3 separate regions of the Sus scrofa genome follow, and regions 1 and 2 are each linked to region 3. The links are chromatin contacts, called in public Hi-C maps. All regions are on one chromosome and are shown on one strand. Each heading gives the region's core, a stretch centred on a gene start, on an enhancer-like site or on the middle of the called end of the contact. The rest is flanking DNA. Distances are from core to core; before and after follow the strand shown. Region 1 overlaps IL12RB1 (interleukin 12 receptor subunit beta 1). Region 2 holds the start of JAK3 (tyrosine-protein kinase JAK3). Region 3 holds the start of CCDC124 (coiled-coil domain-containing protein 124).

Region 1 (3,809 bases), core at 493-2,992, 95 kb before region 3:
CTTCTTCTCCAGGTTTGGCAGTGGACCAGCCCAGCAGACTTCCCGGAGGAGGTGTCCCCCCAAGAAGCCCTGGTGGTGAACATGTCCTGGGACAAAGGCGAGGGGGTTGACCCAGACACACCTGGGCCTCTCAAGGAGAAGATGGAGCTGCCTCTGGATGCCCCTGAGCCGGCCCTAGACATGGAGCTGCCCTTGGAGCACAGGAGACAGGCGCAAGGACACCCTGAGCCTGGGACTCTGAGGTCTGGGTGGCACGGTGGTCTGGAGGGCAGCCCTGCCCAGACAGCTGGACTCCTGCTGCTCCTGGGAGATCTAAGGCAGACTCCCAGGTTTGGTTCCCAGGGAGAAAGGGGAACATCTGCCTCCTCTTACATAGAGGAAGACTGATGATTGCAATCACGATGGCTGGTTATTAAGCACTTACTGCATACCCAGCCTGTGCCGCCCAGACACTCATGTTATGCCCTGAATCCCCATAACTGCCTTGAGGTATGAGGCTGTCCTATTTACCTATTTCTCTGAGTCTCACCGAGGCTCAGAGAGGGTGAGTGAGTGCCTTGCCTATGGCTACACAGCAGGTGCATAAGTCGAACCTAGGCGGAGTGACTCCGACCCTGGCCACTGCTTCCATTCACACCTACTCTGTCCTGCTGTCACACATCCTGTGGTGGGAACCCTAGAAACCACCATGAAATGGAAGCTGCTACCCCAAGCCAGGGCCTGGCACCCATGGGGATAGACTAGAGGGAGGCTCAAAGGGGTTCATGGTGGTCCTGGGCTGGGCATCCTGTACCAGAAGCACTGGATGGGGAATCTGGGTGCACAGCGTCCTCGGCCACATCGCAGGGTCTCCAGGCTTGGAGGATCTAGGTTTAGGGAAAAGAAGTGGGGCTCAAAGCATTCTGAGGGAGGTGATAGCTCCTCCCTGGCCTCAGTCTCCTTCTCTGTAAAATGGGCCTGAGGATAATGTTGACCTCACAGAGATGGGGGAGATGTAAGGCTTAATAAATTTTTCCCCTGGAGTTCTCATTGTGGCTCAGCAGAAACGAATCCAACAGGAACCATGAGGTTGCGGGTTCGACCCCTGGCCTTGCTCAGTGGGTTAAGGATCTGGTGTTGCTGTGAGCAAGACACAGCTAGGATCCTACATTGCTGTGGCTGTGGCTGTGGCCAGCAGTTGTAGCTCCAATTCGACCCCAAGCAAGGGAACCTCCACATGCTGCAGGTGTAGCCCTAAAAAAAAAGAAAGAAAAAAAAGCAAATAAACCTTTCCCTTGACTGAAGCCTGAATGTGCTGCTCAACCCACCCACAACTCCCTGCCCCCCACCCCTGTAGGAGCCTGAAAATTAACTCATTTCATACACATTTACCAATCGCTGCCTTTGGGTGCCCTCAGGAGCACCCAATAGGAGGGAGACAAAACTGGATGATCACTCAGAATTCTGCGAAGTTAGGACTGGGAGGTGGGCATACGATGTCGAAGGGTAGGGGACTGGAAGAATGGACAGGCCCAGAGGGGGAGTGGGGCTGAGTCCCCTCATAGCAGGAGGCTTGGTTATCCCCCAGCCCCGCCCCTCCGCCCAAAGCTCAGGTAGGGACGTGGGGTTCTTCCCATGTCCTAACACACAACACCCCGCAGCAGGACCTCTGCCCCCCCAGATACACCCTGAATCCACGGGCTTCCTCTACCCGCCTCCCCCGACAGCCCTTCGTGCTTAAACGTGTTGTCTCGGATTCCTCCCGTGACCACCAGGTGGCAGCAGCGGCGCGTATCTCTCAGGCTCAGCCCGCCCAGCACCCTCCCACCTCCCAGGGAGTTTGCAAAACAGACTTTTCCGGTTTTAGATGAGGGCGGGGGATTAAAACCCAGAACCACGGAATTTTGTGGCGAAAGGCGATGAGAGTGAGGGATGTCTGGCAGGCAATAGGGCCGGAAGGCCCTTCCCCTTTGCGGGGGGGCGGCCCTCAGTTTCCCCATCTATGCATCTAGATGGGGAAACAAAAGACTTGGCCAGTGCCCCGGCTACAGTGGCTGCTCACTGTTCTGCGAGTGTTCCATCCCTTGGATTTGTCACCTCCCAGCTTTTGCTCAAGGCGTACCCTCCACCAGATAAGCCCTCCCTTGAGGATCAGCCCTCCTCATTCCTTAGGGCTGGGTGCCAGCCTGAGAAGGAGGCTTGGACAGTGGCAGGGCCCAAAGTAGACAGGAAGGAGGGAAAGGTGGATCAGTAGCCTTATAAGAAACACCAGAATTACCTGACCCCCAGGGGCCTAGAGCCACCCACCTCAAGTCCAGAATCCATCCCCACCCCGTCCCGCCCCTCCCCCACCAAACACATACACAGTGGAACCTCCAGAGAACCCGTGCTGATTGTCCCAGTCTTGGGCCCACCAGTAGCACAGGACCCAGTTGGGTGGCCATGGGAGTCAGCAAACCTACCCTCAGGCACAATCCCCTGGGTCCAAGGAGTAGTTCAATATTTGTGGAGCACCACTAGAAACACGATGAAATGAATGGGGAAAGTGGACACCTTGCTTCTACAGGTGGTGGGGAGTGGGGGCCGGGAGGCTGAGCCTGCCTGGGAGAGAAAGTTTCAGAGAGGACAGCAGCACAGATAATCCTAGTTCCTGGATCCAGCCATACCTGAAGCCCCTTAACCCTGTTTCTCTTTTTCTGAAGCATGCAGAAATTCCGGGCCAGAGATTAAACCTGTGACATAACCTGAGCCACAGCAGTGACAATGCTGGATTCTTAACCCACTGAACCAAGGAACTCCCCTAATTCTTTTTTTGTTAAAACCACTCTTGGGTTCTGTTTCTGCTGCTAGAAGATGACTCATAAGAAGTTCCTCTCTAGGCCTCTACTTGTACCCATCTGTATAATAGGAAGTTCCTCTCTGGGTCTCTACTTGTATCCATCTGTATAAGGCTCTTAGCAGAGCCCTGGCCCAGTGTTTATTGAGCACATACTGTATATTCATTATTCTGGGGCTCCTCTGAGGGTTGATCCCTCAGTTTCCCTAGGAGCTCCAACAACCAAGACTGGTAAGACCCACTTTCACAGCTTCATTCCTTCACTGATTCAGGAAATCAGTGTTGAGCACCTACTGTATACCAATTCCTGGCCTGCACAGGTCAGAATTGGTCTAGTCACCAGAGGCTCCTGGTTGGGTAGGGAAGGCAGATGCTAATCTAATCCTCACAAAGATAGTTAGAATAAACCTGGGAGGGTGAAAGTATAAGGAACAAGAGTGAGGCAGAGTTTTGTGGTGCTAGGGCCAAGATGGTGAAGAGAGGCCAGAACAGCAAGAGCAAAGGGCCTGTGGCAGATGTGGTTGGTGGGGAGTCCATGAGGCAGAGATAGAGGTCACAGCCCTCTGGAGCCTGGGGACATGAGTTTTAGTTGTAGCTTGGTGGGGGTAGGGGTGGAGGTTCTGGAGCTGGAGCGTTAGAGATCTGATCTGGGAGTTATTCAAAGATGCTTCCTACTCTTGTTTCAGCCCAAAACAGGTGAGTCAACCTGGTTGGCCTCAGTGTTCTATTCTGCAAAATGGGTACCTTTTACCATTCTCCAGAGCCCTTGCCCCCCTCTTCACCTCCTCTCCTCTGTCTCTTTCTCTCTTTCTTCTATTTAGTTAGTTAGTTAGTTAGTTTTGGCCATAACTGAGTCATGTAGAAATTCCTGGGCCAGGAATCAAACCCATGCCGCGGCAGTGACAAGGCGGGATCCTTAACCCGCTGAGCCACCAGGGAACTCCTGTCTCTTCCTCTCTTGGTCTGACTCTCCCTTTCACCGTGGTTTCCTTCA
Region 2 (3,538 bases), core at 534-3,033, 74 kb after region 3:
TCTTTTTTTTCTTTTTCTTTTTTTTTTTTTTTGTCTTTTTTGCCATTTCTAGGGCCGTTCCCGCGGCATATGGAGGTTCCCAGGCTAGGGGTTGAATCGGAGCTGTAGCCACCGGCCTATGCCAGAGCCACAGCAACTCGGGATCCAAGCCATGTCTGCGACCTACACCACAGCTTACAGCAACAGTGAGGCCATTGAGCGAGGCCAGGCATCGAACCTGCAACCTCATGGTTCCTGGTCGGATTTGTTAACCACTGAGCCATGACGGGAACTCCTCATTGGCATTTTCTTATTGTATTCTAGGAATTGCTTCTACAATGAAGATATTTGATCCACGACATGAGTTTACCATTGTTTCCAGTTTCTCTTGTGTATTCTTTGACAGGGTTTGTGGGCTTTTTGCTAGTACAAACTTTGAGAGGTTTGCACCACTCAAGTTTTTGATTTTTTGGGAGGCACATTCTGGGCTCCACCTCCTGGAATCTCCTAATGGAGCCATCACATGTCCCTCTCTGTGGCTGACGGTGCCACCTTTGTCCTGACCCTGTTTGCCTTCTGCTCATTCCCTACATTCCACAGTGACCATCCCACTGGAGTTTCGGGGCCCCAGAAACTCACTGTTTTTCCTGGAGGGCAGGAGCCTCCCTTTCAGGGCCAGGGTGGGTGTGCGTGTTTGCATTCCTCTCTGCTGAAGCCATCCAGGAAGTGAAACAAAAATGCTATGGCTAAGCCCCCATGCTGCACTTCCTGCCGCAAGCTTGCTGTGGCTCCCACTCTGCTGAGGACACAACCCATATCCCTTCCCTCTACCCTCAAGGCCCCACTGATGCCTCCAAACAAGTCTCAGCACAGCGTGTCCCTGCCACCCTCCCCTTCTCAGGAACACTGTGATCTTGTCCAGCTTTGCCTGGGCTGTTGCTCTGCCAGAACTCTCCACACATCCAGCTCACTCTCTGGCTAATCCTACTTGTCTTTGGATTTCAGTATCAAAGTCACTTTCTCCGGGAAGCCCTCCCAGACCAAATCTCTCCTAGCAGCCTGGCACCGAGGGCCACTGAAACACTTATTGGATAATCGCTTGTCATCTCCCCTACTAGACTGTTGGCTCCACCAGGAAGAGACCAGATCTACTCTGTCCCCTGCTGTGTCCCCAATGCCCTGCACACAGGAAATGGCTAATAAGTGTCTGTGAGCAACTGAAATCAATGAAATCTGTACCAAAGCTATTTTCGTGCCAGGGCTTGTGACAGGATTATACAGAGGAAAGTGTTCTCTAAAATCTATCTCCAAAGCTCTACTTTCTGGGGTGTGTATCCTGCAAAGAATACTGGCCTGGGTCTGACCTGGACACTGTCCCAGTCCCCTGCCTCTTCCACTCATGAGAGCCTAAGGGGTGTAAAAAAGCATCCATCAGGAATTCTCACTGTGGTGCAGCAGGTTAAGGAGCCAGTGTTGCCTTTGTGGCCGCAAGGGTTCAATCCCCAGCCTGGAGCAGTGGGTTAAAAGGATCTGGTGTTGGCACAGCTGTGGTGTAGGTCCTGCGCAGATCCAGCTTCATTCCTTTCCCTGGGTGCAAAATTAGTTCCTCTGGGTGACCAACCCACATATGCCACAGATGGGTAAACTGAGGCCCTAGAAGTCAGGATGTGCCCCCACCCCTGGTAAGACCTGGGCTCTTCTCTGTGCCATCACCCTTTCCCTTAGGTCTGGGGGCTCCAGCAGCCTGTCTGAGCAGGACTGCGTCTACAGAGGCTTCCGGAACTTTCTGCCCCTCCCTGCCACCGTCCCCCACATGGCCATGACTTTCGGTAAGTGACAGCGGCTCAGGAAGCCGAGGGGCCCACACAGGAAGGAGCGAGTGGGACTTTCCTCCTCTTGTTGCTGCCCCACGGTGGCGGCTCTGCCCGCCTGTGGCTGCCCCAGGGTCACCCACCTCCAGGTAAGACAGGTTAGAAACGGTGCCGCCACAGGGCTCTGGCTGGGGGTGGCGGGTGGGGGTCCAGGGAATCCGTGTGGTGGCTACAGACAATGCCAAGTTTGCCTTCCAGGCCTCTGAGGAAAGCTGCCAGATGTGCGCTGGGACTGCTGGCTCCGGCAAAGTGCTCCCCTCTCTGTGCCTTAATTTGTCCTCAGTGAAGTCCCAGCTCCCCAGACCTGAAAGAATCTTTGCGCATGCGCTCAGTACTGGGGAAGCTGTTCCCAGCCCCCAAGTTGCCAGGCCCCAAGCCGGAGCACTGGGTGACTAACCAGATGTCCCAGCATGTGGGACTTTTGGTGTTAAAACAGGGGCATTTTTCTGGGCCCCAAACACCACCTCTGACTTTCTTCCTCTTTTTTTTTTTAACTTTCGCTATTTAAGCAATCTTGTTTCTTTAAGATTTGTTTTAAACAAAATATGTGGTGTGTAATTCCATTTAGATAAGGTTGCAAAGTCAGGCAAGAGCAGGGCGACTGTTAGAAATAAGACTGTGGTTACTTCTGTGGGGAGTGACAGGGGCCCCAGAGCTCCTGGGCCTGGGCGTGTTCCAATTGCTGGTCTGGGAGCTGGTGACACTGGAGTGTCGCTGGTGGAAAGTTCTCTCTTCGCCATGCCCTCCTTCCCTGACGATGAGCGCCAAATCACTGTGCTAAGGGACCCTCCTATCTGGTTGAGCTGGCATTTGTCAAGTGCTTGCAGGACATGTTACCAAGGATTTGTGCCACTTAGTGTGGATTAAATGTGTTGACAGCCTTGGCTGGGCTCTGCAAACCCCCTCACCCAATCAGCTGGGAGCCAGCACATTCCACAGCTGAGAAAGTGGGAGCATTGCTGGGGTCACAAAGCTGGGATACGGTGGGGCTGGAATTTGAACCCAGAGTCTGGGGTTTTCATCTATCCCCTGTCTCCGGTTTATAATCTGGGTGTGTTAAAATCTCATTCATACTATCTATCCTCCCGCCATTAATTTGGAACATAGTTGTTGTTGGTTTTTTGGTCTTTTTAAAAGGGCCACACTCCCAGCATATGGAGGTTCCCAGGCTAGGGGTCTCATTGGAGCTACAGCCACAGCAATGCCAGATCTGAGCCACATCTGTGACCTACACCACAGCTCACGGCAATACCGGATCCTTACCCCACTGAGCAACGCCAGGGATCAAACCCACAACTTCATGGTTCCTAGTCAGATTTGTTTCCACTGCGCCACTATGGGAACACCTGGAACATAGTTTTTACCCAACATTCTCTTCTTCTTCTTCTTCTTCTTTTTTTTTTAGAGCCACACCTGTAGCATATGGAGATTCCCAGGCTAGGGGTCCAATCGGAGCTGTAGCTGCTGGCCTACACCACAGCCACAGCAATGTCAGATCAGAGCTGTGTCTGTGACTTATACCACTGCTCATGGCAATGCTGAATCCTTAACCCATGCTCGAGGCCAGGGAACAAACCAGCGTCCTCATGGATGCTAGTCAGATTTGTTTCCACTGATCCATGATGTCTCCTTTTTTTTAAAACTTGTTGTTTGCAAAGAGTTCCTTTTTTTTTTTTTTAAATCACTCA
Region 3 (3,433 bases), core at 20-2,519:
AAAAAAAAAGGAAGAGAAAAAAGACACCAGAGCTCACTCTCTCCACCATGTGAGGACACAGTGAGAAGATGGCCGTTTGCAAGTCAGGAAGAGAGCCTGCACTGGGAACAAACCTTGAATTTAGCCTTCCCAGCCTGCACAATTGTGAGCAAATACGTTTCTGTTGTTTAAGCCACCCAGTCTGTAGTATTTTGTTATGGCAGCTGGTGCTAACTAATACAGTTTTTCTTCTTTGTTCGATAAATGCTCTCTCACACACTTTGTCATTCAGTAAACACGCACCGAGCACCTAGCATTACGTGTGGGATGCTGGGGAAAGGCATTGCTGATGGGCTTCCTGATTTAATGGAATTCCCAGGCTGGCTGAGAGACAGACAATAAGAATGGTAACTCAAGATCAGAGCTGTGGTGGGGACAAGCAGGTGCTAGGGAAGCTGGGAGGGGGCTTCCGACCTGTCTGTGGAGAGGTGGGAAGGGCGTGTCAGAGGGCTTCCTGGAGGAGACAGCTAAGAAAAGGCCTGAGGGAGTGGGGAGCCCCAAGCCCCCAGAAGTGTGGGGGAGCCAGGCTGGGAAAGGGGGATTTGTATTCCAGGGTTTGGGGAAGGTGCGGAGGGCGTCAGAGCCCTCTGGGCTTGGTGAGGAGGTGAACTGGATGAGTGAGACAGAAGCAGGGAGCTCAAGCAGGGGGTCTGGCTAAGCAGGGGTTAGTTAGGAGGGAGTCAAGAACCACGTGGTTGAGCGGTTGTGAAAGTAAGAGAGAGAATAAAAGATGAAACTCAACGCTGCCTCCTCCAAGAAGTCCTCCAGATACCTCTTCTGGGCTCCCCCAGACCGTCATCCTCTTCCCAGTCCTGACCCCATTACAAGAAGCCAGGGACGTCTGTACTCAGCACTGTTACCCCAAGTTTGTAAGCTGCTGAGGGAAGGGCTGGAGCTAGGTGGCCTAGAACAGAACACTGTCTCTCTGGGTCTCAATCGCCCGCTCAGGGAAATGGGGATAGCCTCCGCGGGAGCCCTGGAGCCTGGGGACCAGAGGTGCCCCCGTCTCTGAGCACCCCATCTCCAGCCCTTCCAGATGGGTGGTCCCAGACCCAGCAGCCTCGCGGGGCCCACCCGCACCCCGCCCCTCGGCTCCGCCCGCGCCGCCACTGTTCCTACCTCCTTCCCCCGGCGCCGGCCCGGTCGCGCCTCTGTGACGTCACCGAGGGGGGCCTGCGCTCAGAGCCCCGGGCGGCGCGCGCTGATTATGTCAGAGCTCCGTCGCCATCTTGGTAGAGAAAATACTGCCCTGGTCTCCAGTCCAAGTCCAGGAAGTTAGCCGTTTCTTTGTCTCTTCAGGGAGCGAATATTGTATAAACGCTCCTCCCCTGCGCTTACTTCAGATATTAACAAGTCAGGAGAGAAGATTAAAAGCTACAATCTAAAGCATTGCCTTTACCAAGATGGCCGTTGTCCAGATGAAAAATGGTTCCCTCGGCTTCACACGTGAGTTTAGTGGCCTCAGCCAGGAGTTGCTTGGCCGCCAGGGCGCGCCGGAACCCGCGGTCTACGCGTGGTTGGTTGATCCCCTTATCCAGAGGAAGCCTCTCAGGCAGGCTCTTCGCTGTCGCAGTCGCTTTGTGCTTTGAAGACTCTCATCTAGCCCACATTTTTTTGCCTCCCTTGTGCGAAGCTTAAAGTGGGAGGGAGCAGATTAAAGGGACAGAAATTAAAACACTCTGCGCTTTCCAGGTTCAGAGAACAGAAATTGAATTTGGGAGTTCCCGTCGTGGCGCAGTGGTTAACGAATCCGACTAGGAACCATGAGGTTGCGGGTTCGGTCCCTGCGCTTGCTCAGTGGGTTAACGATCCGGCGTTGCCGTGAGCTGTGGTGTAGGTTGCAGACTCGGCTCGGATCCCGCGTTGCTGTGGCTCTGGCGTAGGCCGGTGGCTACAGCTCCGATTGGATCCCTAGCCTGGGAACCTCCATATGCCGAGGGAGCGGCCCAAGAAATAGCAAAAAAGACAAAAAAAAAAAAAAAAAAAGAAATTGAATTTGACCAAAGTAATGGAAAGACTCAAATTCCTCCGGGACCATTCTCCTGGATTGCTATCACCCCCCCCACCCCGCTTTGTTTTGTTTTGTTTGTTTATGGCAGCGTCCAGGGCATACGGAGATTCCAGGCCAGGGATCAGACTGGCCACACAGCAGTGACCTGAGCCACAGCAGTGACAGTGCTGGATCCTTAACCCGCTGAGTCACCGAGGGAATTCCACATATCTTGCTCTTTTATTTTATTCAGCAATAGGTTTGGGGGGCCTCTTTGTCCAGGGCACCTGTATTTGTGCATTCACTAAGCCTCAGGGTCCTTCTCTGTAAAAATGGTTATATTAGGGGTCTGAGGATGACTGTACTGGGCCTGGCTGTAGGAAGAGAAGCAGGGCATGGATTTGGGGGCAGTTTAGGCAGGACAAGTTGACCACAGAGTTTGTTCTCCCGAAGGCAACCCCAGTGACACCTCAGGGACCTAAATTGGATCCGTGTATCTCCCCTGCTCTCAAGCCCCAAGTGGATCCCTACTGGCCTGCAAGACTGACCTCACCTCCCATTCCTCCTCATCCCCATTCTTTCTCAGCTCCAACCACATCAGCCTCCTTTCTCAAAATGCCAGATGAAGTCCCGCCTCAGGGAATTGGTCAGTGCTATTCCCCCTGCCCCTAGCTTTTTCCATGAATGACCCCTTCATTTTCTTCAGGACTTTGACCAGATATCCCTTCCTAAGAAGGACCTTACCTGGCCTCCCCAGGAGTTGGTGCCCCACCCCGGCCCTCTTTTTATTTCCTTCATAGCATCAGCCATTCACCTGGAACGATATTTGAGAAGAAGGCACTCAACATGAACATTTTATTGTTGTTCAGTATAGGGTGGGGAATGGAGGAGCCAAAGGCAACACCTAATTAAGCTTCTACTGGTAAAGAGCCAGTCTTTAAAAAGAAAAAAAAATTTTTTTTTTCTTTTTTCTTTTTTTTTTTTTTCCAATTTAAAGAAAGAGCCAGGCTTGTCACACCTTCCTGAGGACTGGGAACCTGTTATGTCTATTGACATAACTGAGGAGTACAGGTCAAGTGAATCGTTCCAGAACAAGCTAAGTCTTCTGCAGGGTGACTTCTGCCACCTCCCAGGCTACAGGGCATAGTTCCCATTCCTGAGGACTCCTGACTTCTATTGTTCTGACATTTTATAGCTCTTAAACGCTTGCATTCTCAAGTAAGCGTTGAGGTTCTACTCTGTGCCTGTGCTGAGACCACAAAAGTAAATGAACAGACACAGTCCCTGGTCTCCTGAGGCTCAAAGTCAGGAAGTCATACCAAAAAAATTATGATCCTAACATTGGCCAGAAGATGTACCGTGCTTTGAAAGTGAACATAAAGCGTGCAGGCAGATTTTGTGTGA

Evidence for each region. Hi-C and Micro-C count contacts between places; a contact is called where the count stands out from the background.
Region 1: a Hi-C map of alveolar macrophages shows a contact between it and region 3, with 3 times the contacts expected there. The contact joins the enhancer-like site here to the promoter of CCDC124 in region 3. A contact is called at or near these places in 15 of 47 Hi-C or Micro-C datasets (alveolar macrophages, blood, embryonic fibroblasts and 11 more) and 2 of 2 datasets of contacts at active chromatin or transcription factors (alveolar macrophages and skeletal muscle).
Region 2: a contact with region 3 is called in a Hi-C map of liver, with 3 times the contacts expected there. The contact joins the promoter of JAK3 here to the promoter of CCDC124 in region 3. A contact is called at or near these places in 1 of 5 promoter capture datasets (liver), 3 of 47 Hi-C or Micro-C datasets (alveolar macrophages, heart right ventricle and liver) and 1 of 2 datasets of contacts at active chromatin or transcription factors (alveolar macrophages).

Annotation. Positions count from the first base shown.
Region 1 is chr2:59,735,004-59,738,812 of Sscrofa11.1, forward strand. It overlaps IL12RB1 (interleukin 12 receptor subunit beta 1), which reads left to right. Exons shown (of 16, transcript NM_001145986.1): 16 at 13-1,009. The coding sequence ends at 387. Among named protein-coding and RNA genes, the nearest start is that of IL12RB1, 29 kb to the left of the region's middle. Within about 2 kb of position 1,743, at least 29 of the 83 cell types and tissues checked have an H3K27ac peak or open chromatin away from gene starts, as enhancers often do. A contact at or near this core is called in alveolar macrophages, epiblast stem cells, mesenteric adipose tissue and 3 more, where this site is marked.
Region 2 is chr2:59,904,118-59,907,655 of Sscrofa11.1, forward strand. JAK3 (tyrosine-protein kinase JAK3) reads left to right here and starts at 1,784. Exons shown (of 24, transcript XM_005654907.3): 1 at 1,784-1,939. RPL18A (60S ribosomal protein L18a) reads right to left here and starts at 2,125. Exons shown (of 5, transcript XM_021083534.1): 1 at 1,934-2,125.
Region 3 is chr2:59,830,292-59,833,724 of Sscrofa11.1, forward strand. It overlaps CCDC124 (coiled-coil domain-containing protein 124), which reads right to left and starts at 1,270. Exons shown (of 5, transcript XM_005654904.3): 1 at 1,159-1,270.